Linked DNA regions of Mus musculus: region 2 is linked to region 1. A link is a contact called in public HiChIP or PLAC-seq data. All regions are on one chromosome and are shown on one strand. Each heading gives the region's core, a stretch centred on a gene start, on an enhancer-like site or on the middle of the called end of the contact. The rest is flanking DNA. Distances are from core to core; before and after follow the strand shown.

Evidence for each region. HiChIP or PLAC-seq counts read pairs in DNA pulled down with a chosen protein or histone mark.
Region 2: a contact with region 1 is called in a CTCF HiChIP or PLAC-seq map of CD8 T cells, with 5 read pairs. The contact joins the promoter of Tmem30b here to the enhancer-like site in region 1. A contact is called at or near these places in 2 of 39 promoter capture datasets (the C10 cell line and liver), 2 of 15 datasets of contacts at CTCF or cohesin (CD8 T cells and large pre-B cells), 1 of 484 Hi-C or Micro-C datasets (bone marrow-derived macrophages) and 4 of 115 datasets of contacts at active chromatin or transcription factors (embryonic stem cells, microglia and thymic regulatory T cells).

Annotation. Positions count from the first base shown.
Region 1 is chr12:73,712,607-73,717,730 of GRCm38.p6, reverse strand. The region is part of intron 9 of Prkch (protein kinase C, eta); the gene reads right to left. Among named protein-coding and RNA genes, the nearest start is that of Gm34189, 67 kb to the left of the region's middle. Within about 2 kb of position 1,685, at least 86 of the 459 cell types and tissues checked have an H3K27ac peak or open chromatin away from gene starts, as enhancers often do. A contact at or near this core is called in CD8 T cells, bone marrow-derived macrophages and thymic regulatory T cells, where this site is marked.
Region 2 is chr12:73,545,099-73,550,253 of GRCm38.p6, reverse strand. Tmem30b (transmembrane protein 30B) reads left to right here and starts at 3,859. Exons shown (of 1, transcript NM_178715.3): 1 at 3,859-5,155. The coding sequence starts at 3,915. The coding sequence ends at 4,976. It overlaps 2210039B01Rik (RIKEN cDNA 2210039B01 gene), which reads right to left and starts at 1,771. Exons shown (of 4, transcript NR_044985.1): 1 at 1,683-1,771; 2 at 1,113-1,185; 3 at 13-58.

The sequences.
Region 1 (5,124 bases), core at 436-2,935:
CCTCTCATATTTGTGAATCTTTATCATTAGGTCCTTTCTTGTATAGCCTCAGGTAAGTTTTCTGTTACTTCCAGGAAAATTTTAAGTAAAATACATACAATTTTTTAAGGAGGGAGGAGCTTCCTGATTTAAAATCTAGGGCAAAATGCCTACAGCAACAGTGATTGTGGGATCATAGACAGAAGCAAGGGGCCGCAGAGTGCCAGGCCCTTTCAACAGAATCCTAACAAACAGAACTTATTAGGAGACGATAAAGAAGACATTGTGCCCAGTACCAAGTCCTTGGTATCTCTGTGATAATGCCTGAGCTGTGGACCCAAAATTCTCAATAGGTACAGGCAGCTTCTGCTGAACTTTATTCAAATTTTCTCTCTCTTCCTTTCTCTTTTTCCCTCCATCTCTTCCCTTCCCTTCTTTCAACTCACCTTGCAAAATGGAGGTGTCAAAATGACTAAATTCGAGTACTAACTCTGTTAAGCCAAGAGCTTTGACCAGTATTTGGCCTACAGAAAGTGCTCAAAACGTGATACCAACTATCACTATTATCACCCCTTTTGCATAATTCTCCACTACAGCTTCAGCCAACATGGCCCCAGGACTAGAACTGCAGCCCATCCAACAGTAACCCATTATATACAACACACAAGGGCCGGCAGACACACACACACACACACACACACACACACACACACACACACACAGGACACGGGGAGGAGGACAAGGAGAGAGACACACACACACACTGACACACACATATACACATGCATACATAGGGAGAGACAGACAGACGTAGACAGATAGACACACATATATGTACAGACACACAGACAGACAGCCCTGATACATAGCCAGTTTAAAGGCAACCCAAAGTCTAGCAGGTCCAAGGAAATGAGAGTCCCCCTAGCTCCACACCCAGCTGTTGAGCAGAAGCATTTCCTAATGCCACATGGCAATGACCTTGACCAGGTAAGGACTTTTCATTCTAGGAAGTATTTTTTAAGAGTCACAAAATTGTGTTGATAACCAAAATTATACCAAGCCAGCCCTCAGTTCCAGTCAGCTTCCCAGTTCTCTAGCACTGAATAAAGAGTCTGATTCTCAGCCTTCTGGATTTTTAAACATTATTCTCGCAAAACAAACGGGCTGCCTGGCAGACTGCAACACGCCAGCGTGGTAGTCCCTTTCCCTCTGTAGCACTTACTCACCCTTACAGCCACACTAAGAAGGAGTCTTCTTTGTTTAAAACTAGACTACATCATCATTTTGATTTACAAATAATGTTTCATTGGCAGACATGTTGTTTTGGGAATGAAACGTTTTGAATAAGAAACAGTCACGGCACATTGGCCACAGCGAAGATGGAGAAAAACAAAATCAAAGAACAGCAATTACATTTACGGTTATGAATAATTTAGATAGTGACTCGAGGCGCTGTTGAACTGGAAGGCCTATCTACGCTCATCAGACTCCAAGAGCTGCAGGGAAGTGTTTCTGTGTGAATAACGAGCCCCATATTGAAAGCTGCAGAGTGCTATTAAGAGCCTCTGGAAACAGACAGCACAGCGCTGAACGGTCTCCTAGGCCTCGCTGTTTCGTTACTTTTCGCTGACCACGTTGTCAGCTGGGTTAACAGACAGAGAGTTCGCATCAACAGGAAGCAGTTACTGACGTCAAAGAGGTCATGGTGGAAAGCACCCTTGTGAGGAAATTTGATTGCACCATGCCTGAACTGGAAACCACTTGAATTTAACCACATTAAGAACGATTGCAAAGGCTTCACAGCAGAAACAGTGAAATGGAGTCTAATGGTTTTGTTTTTCATCATTCTGCACACCACATAAGATGTTCATTCAAACACCTAGCAACCCTTGGGTCAAGCCTGGGGTCAAGGCATACCTTGTGTGGACAGACTCATCGTGGGTAAGGTTCTTAGGTCTCCAACGTTGCAAGCAAAGGTTTGGGAACTTGGACTCTGAACCTGGAGGAATTCACAACCCCCAAGGCAAGTGTGTCCTGGCGGCCAGAACTTGTAACAGCCTTGTCTTACAATGAACCCTGACCAGCCTATGTACCAGACAAGGGAAACAACTTGACAGGATCTAAGATCACCTAGATGACAAATTTGTGAGCAAATTTCTAGAATAAGTTAATTGGCATGGAAAGACCCTACAACATGGGTGCTGCCATCCTGTGGGCTGGGGTTCCCCAGCTGTATAAAAAGGGAGGGAGCAAGCTGAGTCCTAGTGTTCAACTCTGTCTCCTGATTATGGTTGTGACCTAACCAGCTGCTTCTAGTTCCAAAACAAACCCTTCCGTAAGTCACCTTCATCAGGTTGTTCATCACAGCAAGTGAGGGAGACAATAATGTCCCTCAGGTGAGGAAGGAAAGTTGGTAGAAATATACTAGAAAAGCTGTTCTGGGAGAGGACACTGTTAATTCTGTAGTAAAACTCCAGAGGGTGGTTGGAACAGAGAGATTGGCTCTGTAGTCGCTGCCAAAAACCCCCACCACTTTCTGCCCAATCCAAGACATACCTCCAAGTTCTTTGGTGACCCGACTCCCTACTAGTTGAGTCTCCTCTTGTGAATGCGCTTCTATGTCTCTTGTCTACCTGCTCGCCACCCATCTCTGCCCTCCTGCGGACCTCCCTTTGTAGCCCTCCTCTTCTCTGTCTCCACAGACAGGCAGCGAAGGATTTTGTATTCCAGCTTCTACCAGATCAAAAGGCCATGGAGCCCCACTCTCCTACCTGACCTGCTTTCTGGATTGCCCCCAGTGAAGGCCTTTACAGTCCATGCCAATCCACTCCTGGGATCACAGCCCTGGGCCAGGAGGTCAAAAGTCACTGGCTCAGCCTTCTCACCTACTCATCTGCCTCCTTCCTCTCCAGACAGCAACCTGAACCTGAGTGAATGTCTTAGGCTGTTCTCCAGTTGGAGGGCTTTTACTGACACCTTGGACGTCCACGGTTATGGCTAAACTCCTTAGCAAAGGTGTGAGACTGCTTCTTCAGCCTCTGCGTTTCCTCTCCTATCTCCTGCTGCATCTGGCCGTCTAGGTTTTCAGTGTCCCAGTGATTTGTTCTGTGCTCTGGCACTGCCGTCTTGTGTCTTAGACCATGGCCTCTCTCATAACCAAAGGCCTCCTTTTAGCCCCGCAGGTCAGGGTGGAGACAGCCCCTTCCTCTGCGAAGACTGTTCAAGCCCCTTCAAGATCATCTCCTGCCTTTTCCTACCACACTGCGATACCTTTAACTTCAGGTAGTTAAGATGTGGGCCCGCTATTTTCTTTTTGTATAGATTTTTAGTTCCTAGTCGTTAATTAGCCCCCATACACTAAACTGAAAACACAGAGCGAGCTCAAAAATATCATTCTGTCTTGAAGCAACATGTCTGTCCGGGCTGATGAGATCTGCTCTCACAGTCAGAGACCACTTGGTCTTGAAGATATGGTTTAACAATACCATGATTTGTTAAAAGGCAGGGTCTTATTGTGTAGACCTAGCTGGCTTTGAACGGACAGCACAAAGATCCACCTGCCTTTGCCTAAAGCCTGTATGCTCAGCCTCCATGTATGGCTGTTTTCAAGTGAGATGATGTTCCCATATATGGAAAACAAAAAGAAAAACTACAAGTTTTCTCAAAGCACACTCATGTTATCACTCGCAGATATTTCCATACCAGTTGGGAAATGCTTCCAAAGGTTTGATCATCCATTTCTGAAATCTAACCTTGTATACCCTGGACAAGAAAGTTGGGGTTCCGACTCACAGCGGGCCTCCCTGAGGCTTTCCAACAGTGGAGGCAGTGGCTTTCATAAAAAAAAAAAAAAAAAAAAAAAAAAAAAAAAAAAGCACCAGTTCGATGTTTTGTTGATAAAGTGAAAAGATGATCATTAAATATCAAAACAAGAGAAGCTATACACGCCTCCCACTCTGTGTTTGACACAATCCACTTAAAATACATTTAGTGAACTCATACTTGGCTCCTTGGAGACCTCTGCCTTGTTGTGCAGCAGAACTCTAGGCTAAAGAGAGCCAGCGGGGTATGAGCCAGGTCCTCACCCACACTGAACAAACCCTTGCTGTCACCCAGTTCAGGAGCCATGTAAGTCCCAGGAAGTGCCACAGAGCAGACACTGACAGTAATGACGGCCTTTCCAATCATACACATGCTTTTTATATTTTATAAAACATTTTATATATTTTTGCATGTGTTCACATGTGTGTGGGCAGGCTCATGCCGCGGAGCACATGTGGAGGTCAAAGGGCAACTTTGGAATCAGCTCTCCCCTTCTACCATGTGGGTTCCAGGACTCAGGTAGCTGGGCTTAGTGGTCAGTACCTTTACCCACTGAGCCATCTTGCTGGTTCATATACACTCTTACAAGGGCCCACTTCACTTTCCCTGTGAGAAACAGTCCTCTAGGCTGTGAGGCCAGACACTGAGGACATCACTGGACAGTCACGCAGGGCCACAGCGTCCAGCCAAGGCAGATTCCTCAGGGAATACATGGTACTAACTCAAGGGCACAACTGATACTGAATGAGTCTATACCTAGGATGCTGCTACAATGCACAGGGCAGCCCTCCAAGAGAGGCGTATCCCACCGTGTGTTAAAAGAGGGCCCATGACATGGCGCTGTGCGAGCATTTTATTTATGGTTCACTACAACCATAATAGCTCACCGGCCCTGAGATGGGTCATGCATTAGGGGTGATGTTCTGAGCCGTGTGGAAAGGAACTTTCTCTGCAGATCTGTCCTAAAGCCCTAATAAAGAGGAGTTAGTCGGGTGAATGGCAGGCCCACATTTTATAGGCTTCCAGAAGAGAAATGTAGACCAACTCTGCCTTATGCGCTGCCTGCATTTCCTGACCTAACCCTAAGCAGCTTTCACCAGCAGTAGATGGATGTTGGCTTAGACGGTGTGGACAGTGGCTCATCCCTACCCCGTGTCTCCTCAGAGAAAACCAAAGAGAGCATGGTTCTGTGTTCCCCAGGGAGGGAGAGAGTTGACAGAGCAGCAAAATGCCACAGTAGCTTTCCAAGGAGCGCTGCAAAGAAAGGGAAGGGAGGGCGGCTGATTGGCACTCCTGTTTTGACGGGGAATTATATTCTACATC
Region 2 (5,155 bases), core at 2,610-5,109, 170 kb after region 1:
GTGGTTACTTACCTCTTGTTGAGGTTATTTGCCAAGATGGAGGAGAGCCACATGGTTGCTATTTAAAAACATATATTTACATAAACAAGGGTTGAATCACAAATATAGGATGCTGCAGCAAATTAAAATTCCTATGTATAGGTTTTAACTATAAACCTTTTGTTATAAAGTTTTAAGCCAAATTCTGTTACAGATTCTTTAACCAAACCCAGTGAGTTTACAAATCTTGAGATAAGAATTTACAGCAGAGCCTTAGGAGGTCAGGGGTTTTATGGTTTGTTTGTTTTGCTTTGTTTTTGAAAACACAATGCAAAGAAATCATAGAGATGAACGATTTAAGAATGGAATATTATGGAACCATAGAGATAAGAGATATTGGGATCATTTGCCTGTATGGTGGCAGAAGTGGCTATAATCTGGGAGAATTTGCAGAGCAAGTGTGCTTGCTGACTGGGGCCATTGATCTGTACTGAGGTGAAGCTGTAGTAAAAAAAAATCTGAGCCCAAGCAGGAAGAGAGAGGGCAGCAAAACAGAACCCCATGATCAAGGGACGGAGGGAGGGCAAGTTCTTATGAACTCCAAGAGGGAGGTGAGAGGGAAACAAGCTGGCAGGAGCTGAGGGACTGCACCGTGGGACTGCAGGTGGGCTGTAGTTCCTGGGGGAAGGCATGGGACATGGAGGGGTGGCAGCAAGTGTCTTTAGTAGAGACCCTCAAGGCTGTCCACATGGTGGGTTGCCCTAAGGGGGGGGGGGGGTAGCAGGAGGCTGCAGGAGACAGAGAGATACTTCTGGAGCGCCAATTGGGAGAAAGAAAGGAAAAGAGTCCCAGGCTGCTGTAGGCAGAGCTGCAGCTCCTGATAGAGACCCAAACAATACAGCAGGAGGGGCGAGCAGGAGAAAAGGGAGGCAGTTACAGGGGTGTATAGGCTAGAGGCAGAGCAGGCTGCAGGAACCAGCGCCCACGTGGAAGGCATAAAAGGCAGAGCCCAGGGAGACAGGAACAGTTAGAAAGCAGGGGGAGAAAGCAACAGCTGGAGAGCCAGACTCCAGAATTTGGACTCAAATCTTGTGGGTGGCCGAAGCCATCAGAAACAAATGATCATTACGTACCTTAAGAGAGTCAGCTCCGCAGCTCAGTCCGGAACGGCCACGTTCCCCAGAAGCGAGCTCATTTATACCATTCCTGTGGTTTCGGCACAAAATAAACAAGTAAAAGAAATAAAAAGTAAAAGACAAGGAAACGTGACAGGTCCTGGGTACAGTGAAGGAGGTTTATTATAGTTATATGGGAGAGCACAGGCAGGGGCAGCAATCTCTGGGAAAGGCCAGAGTGGCCATAACCAGACTGAGCTGTGCCTTGTGAGGAGAGGGGGAGGAGAGAGGAGAGAGGGGAACCAGGTACAGCAGCCAGGAGGACCAAAGGTTCAAAGAGAGTGGGTAACCCAAATGGTTGGATTATATAGGAGAGAGCAACCCAACCCCCTAGATGGAGAGTTCAGGATAAGGAGTGGGATACAGCAGCCAGGAGGGCCCTGGACCAGGTAGGGACTGCAGAACTGCGGGGAGAACCTGGTGGCCAGGTCTGTGTTGCTATGTTAAATGGGCACCTGTCTGCCTTGTCCTGGGCTGGAGACCTAACACATCCGGCTTGACCTTTCTGTTGTGTTTAATCCTACTGACCGTTTTATGCTCTGAAACCTCCACCTCTTTCTGCTCTGGCTTCCCTATCCGTGAACGAGTGTGCTGCTGCCTTTACACCATCCGGGAAAGCTCTGAGTTCCCCGTGTGAGCTTGCAGGGTGTGGTGGCCGTGTGACTGTAGACTTAAGATCCATTAGATAAAGTCGTGAGAACTGGACTCCTTCCTGCAGCCAGGATCACACAGAAGGGTGAATCAATGACATGGGGTGGGTGGAAGTCTCCAGAAGGGTAAAGAGATCTGTCTATTCTTTTATTAAAAGATTAAAAGTGTTAGGGAAACTTTTTGACCCTTTGGGATTCGCTTTTGTGGGGTAGAGGAATAAAGGTAGAAGTGAGGACAGCTGTAGCATTCTCTAAGTTAGCACTTCCAAGCCATAGTCAGTCAATGGAACAAAATCAACCTAACGTCACTCTCATCCACATGTGATGTGACCACATGCCAGCTACTGGCTATTCTGTTCTTATTCCTATGTACTACGTGCCTGCCTCAGGTTTCTATTCCTGTGATAAAATACCAGGACAGAAAGCAACTTGAGAAGGAAGGGCTTATTTCAGACTACACTTCCACACCGCAGTCCATCATCAAAGAACTCAGGGAAGGAACCCGGAGGCGGGAACTGAAGCAGAAGTCATGGAGGAACACTGGCTTGCTCAGCATGCCCTCATCCCTTCTCCATGACCTCCCCGCCCAGTGGGGGCTCCGCCCACCGGGGGCCCCGCCCACATCAATCATCAAACAGAACAACACCCCTCCGGCTTGCCCACATCTTCTCCATGTGGTTCCTTCTTCTCAGATAACTCTAGTACAAACAAACAAACAAATAACAGCCGGAGAGTGCCTTATTAGACTACTAAGATTCCAGTTTGGCCTAATTGCCATTTCTTCTACATTGTTCGGCACAGGGCTGAAGACTTGGAAGACAACATTAAAAATATTTCCAACAGCTCTTAGTTTTCCAAGTCTCTTTGGATTTGGATAAACGGGTATGCACGAATAACAGAGAAAGCACTTAAGCTATTCACACTGTATGAGCTGCAGGAGTGTACTTCTGTACCTAAGGAAGATTCCATGCATAGCCCCCTGTGCCCTTGTGTATTCTAACCAACCCCGAGACAAACAAAAACAACAAACAAACCAGCCCCAAGGCCCAGGCTGGTTGGAGTTTTCATACAGCCTATACATCCTTCTAGTTCAACTAGGACCAAACACGCAAATGTCCTTGGCTGTGGATATCAGCGAGGCCCTCCAGGGCCTTGGGTCGGGCCTTTCTCTAATCAAGAAGATCTGAAAAGAACATCACATTCAGGCCACAGCATTTTTTTTTCTCATTGGTGGTTCCTCCCACCAGCTAGAGAAGACATTCAAAGGCTGCAAACTCTCCCAGTCATTGATTCTTAATAAATCATTTTATTTTTACAGAACTTTTCACCTTTTGTAGTTATTAAACCAGACTGGAGCATTTGGCTAGGAACTAATCCCCCCCTTACATAAAAAGGGGAGAATAAGAACTCCACGTTGAAATTGATACAGCTACCACAATGTAACTCCCAGGGCACTGTATTTTGTGCTTGAAAACTAAGTGAAACCCTACTTAAGACTCACCCTTTTCCTTAAATAACGAGGATTAACAGCCTTAACGAGGTAATAAATAATCAAGCCAACAGAACCCCACCCTGGAGCAAGCTCTGGGGTGGAACTTTCTTGTTTAAGTCAGGCTTGTGATCTGGGGAAAGTTGCTCGGGCCCTGTGGAAGGAGACAGGAACCTGACCAAAGAGATGACCCACTCTGAGCCCATCACTTGCCCACGGAGGAGCGGGAGAGCTGGGAGGAGGAGGGGAGGAGAAGTGGGAGGAGGGAGAGAAGGAGGAATAGAGAGGAGGAGGAGTCAGACAGGGAGGATCGAAGGGCCAGAGCCTGGTGTGGTGAGGAGCCTCGCCCTGCTCACCTGGGAAGGGCGCCATGCAGGGGCGGAGCCAGTCCCAGGTCACCTGGGCGGTGGCGGAACTGAGCAGTCCCGGGGCAGAGGCAGCGCGCCCCGCAATCGGCCTCACCTGCGTGGGGGGCGGGGCTGGCGCACCTGCGCGGGCGGGCGGGCTGGGGGCGGGGCCGGGGAGCAGCCGTCGAGCTGAGCAGGCGAGCGGAGGCGGGAGGCTCGCCGCTGATCCTGGGTTGAGAGTCGGCGGCCGCAGGCCCCGGCTGAGATCCCCGCCATGACCTGGAGCGCCACGGCGCGGGGCGCGCACCAGCCCGACAACACCGCCTTCACTCAGCAGCGCCTCCCCGCCTGGCAGCCGCTGCTGTCGGCGGGCATCGCGCTGCCGCTCTTCTTCTGCGCCGGCCTGGCGTTCATCGGCCTGGGCCTGGGCCTCTTCTACTCCTCCAACGGCATCAAGGAGCTGGAGTACGACTACACCGGCAACCCCGGCACCGGCGATTGCTCGGTGTGCGCCGCCAAGGGCCAGGGCCGCGCTCCGCCGCCCGGCTGCGCTTGCTCCTGGAGCTTTACGCTGCCCGAGCTCTTCCCGGGCCCCGTGTACCTCTACTACGAGCTGTCCAACTTCTACCAGAACAACCGGCGCTACGGCGTGTCCCGCGACGACGCGCAGCTCAGCGGCCTGGCCAGCGCGCTGCGCCACCCGGCCAACGAGTGCGCCCCCTACCAGTTCCGCTCCGACGGTCTGCCTATCGCACCGTGCGGCGCCATCGCCAACAGCCTCTTCAACGACTCCTTCTCGCTCTGGCACCAGCGCCAGCCCTCGGACCCCTTCGTCGAGGTGCCGCTCGATCGCACCGCCATCGCCTGGTGGACCGACTACCACGTCAAGTTCCGCAACCCGCCGCTGGTGAACGGCAGCCTGGCGCTGGCCTTCCGCGGCACGGCGCCGCCGCCCAACTGGCACCGGCCGGTTTATGAGCTCAGCCCGGATCCCAACAACACCGGCTTCATCAACCAGGACTTCGTGGTGTGGATGCGCACCGCGGCGCTGCCCACGTTCCGCAAGCTCTATGCGCGCATCCGCCAGGGCAACTACTCCGCCGGTCTGCCCCGGGGCACCTACCGTGTCAACATCACCTACAACTACCCGGTGCGCGCCTTCGGCGGCCACAAGCTCATCATTCTTAGCAACATCTCTTGGATGGGTGGCAAGAACCCTTTCCTGGGCATCGCCTACCTGGTCGTTGGCTCCCTCTGCATCGTCATGGGCTTTGTCATGCTGGTCGTCTACATTCGCTACCAGGACCAGGACGACGACGACAACGATGATGAGTGATCCTGCTTCCCAAGAAACCCTGCCTGCTTCTTGGCCAAGCCGCTTTTAGCGGTGGCCTTTGTTCCTAACACAACTTCAGGCCCACAGATCTGTTGTGGAAGATGGGCCTGGTGAAGGGAATTACCCGCCACGGGACTGTTCTCAGGTTCTGGACTGCAGAGTGACACATCTTGCCATTT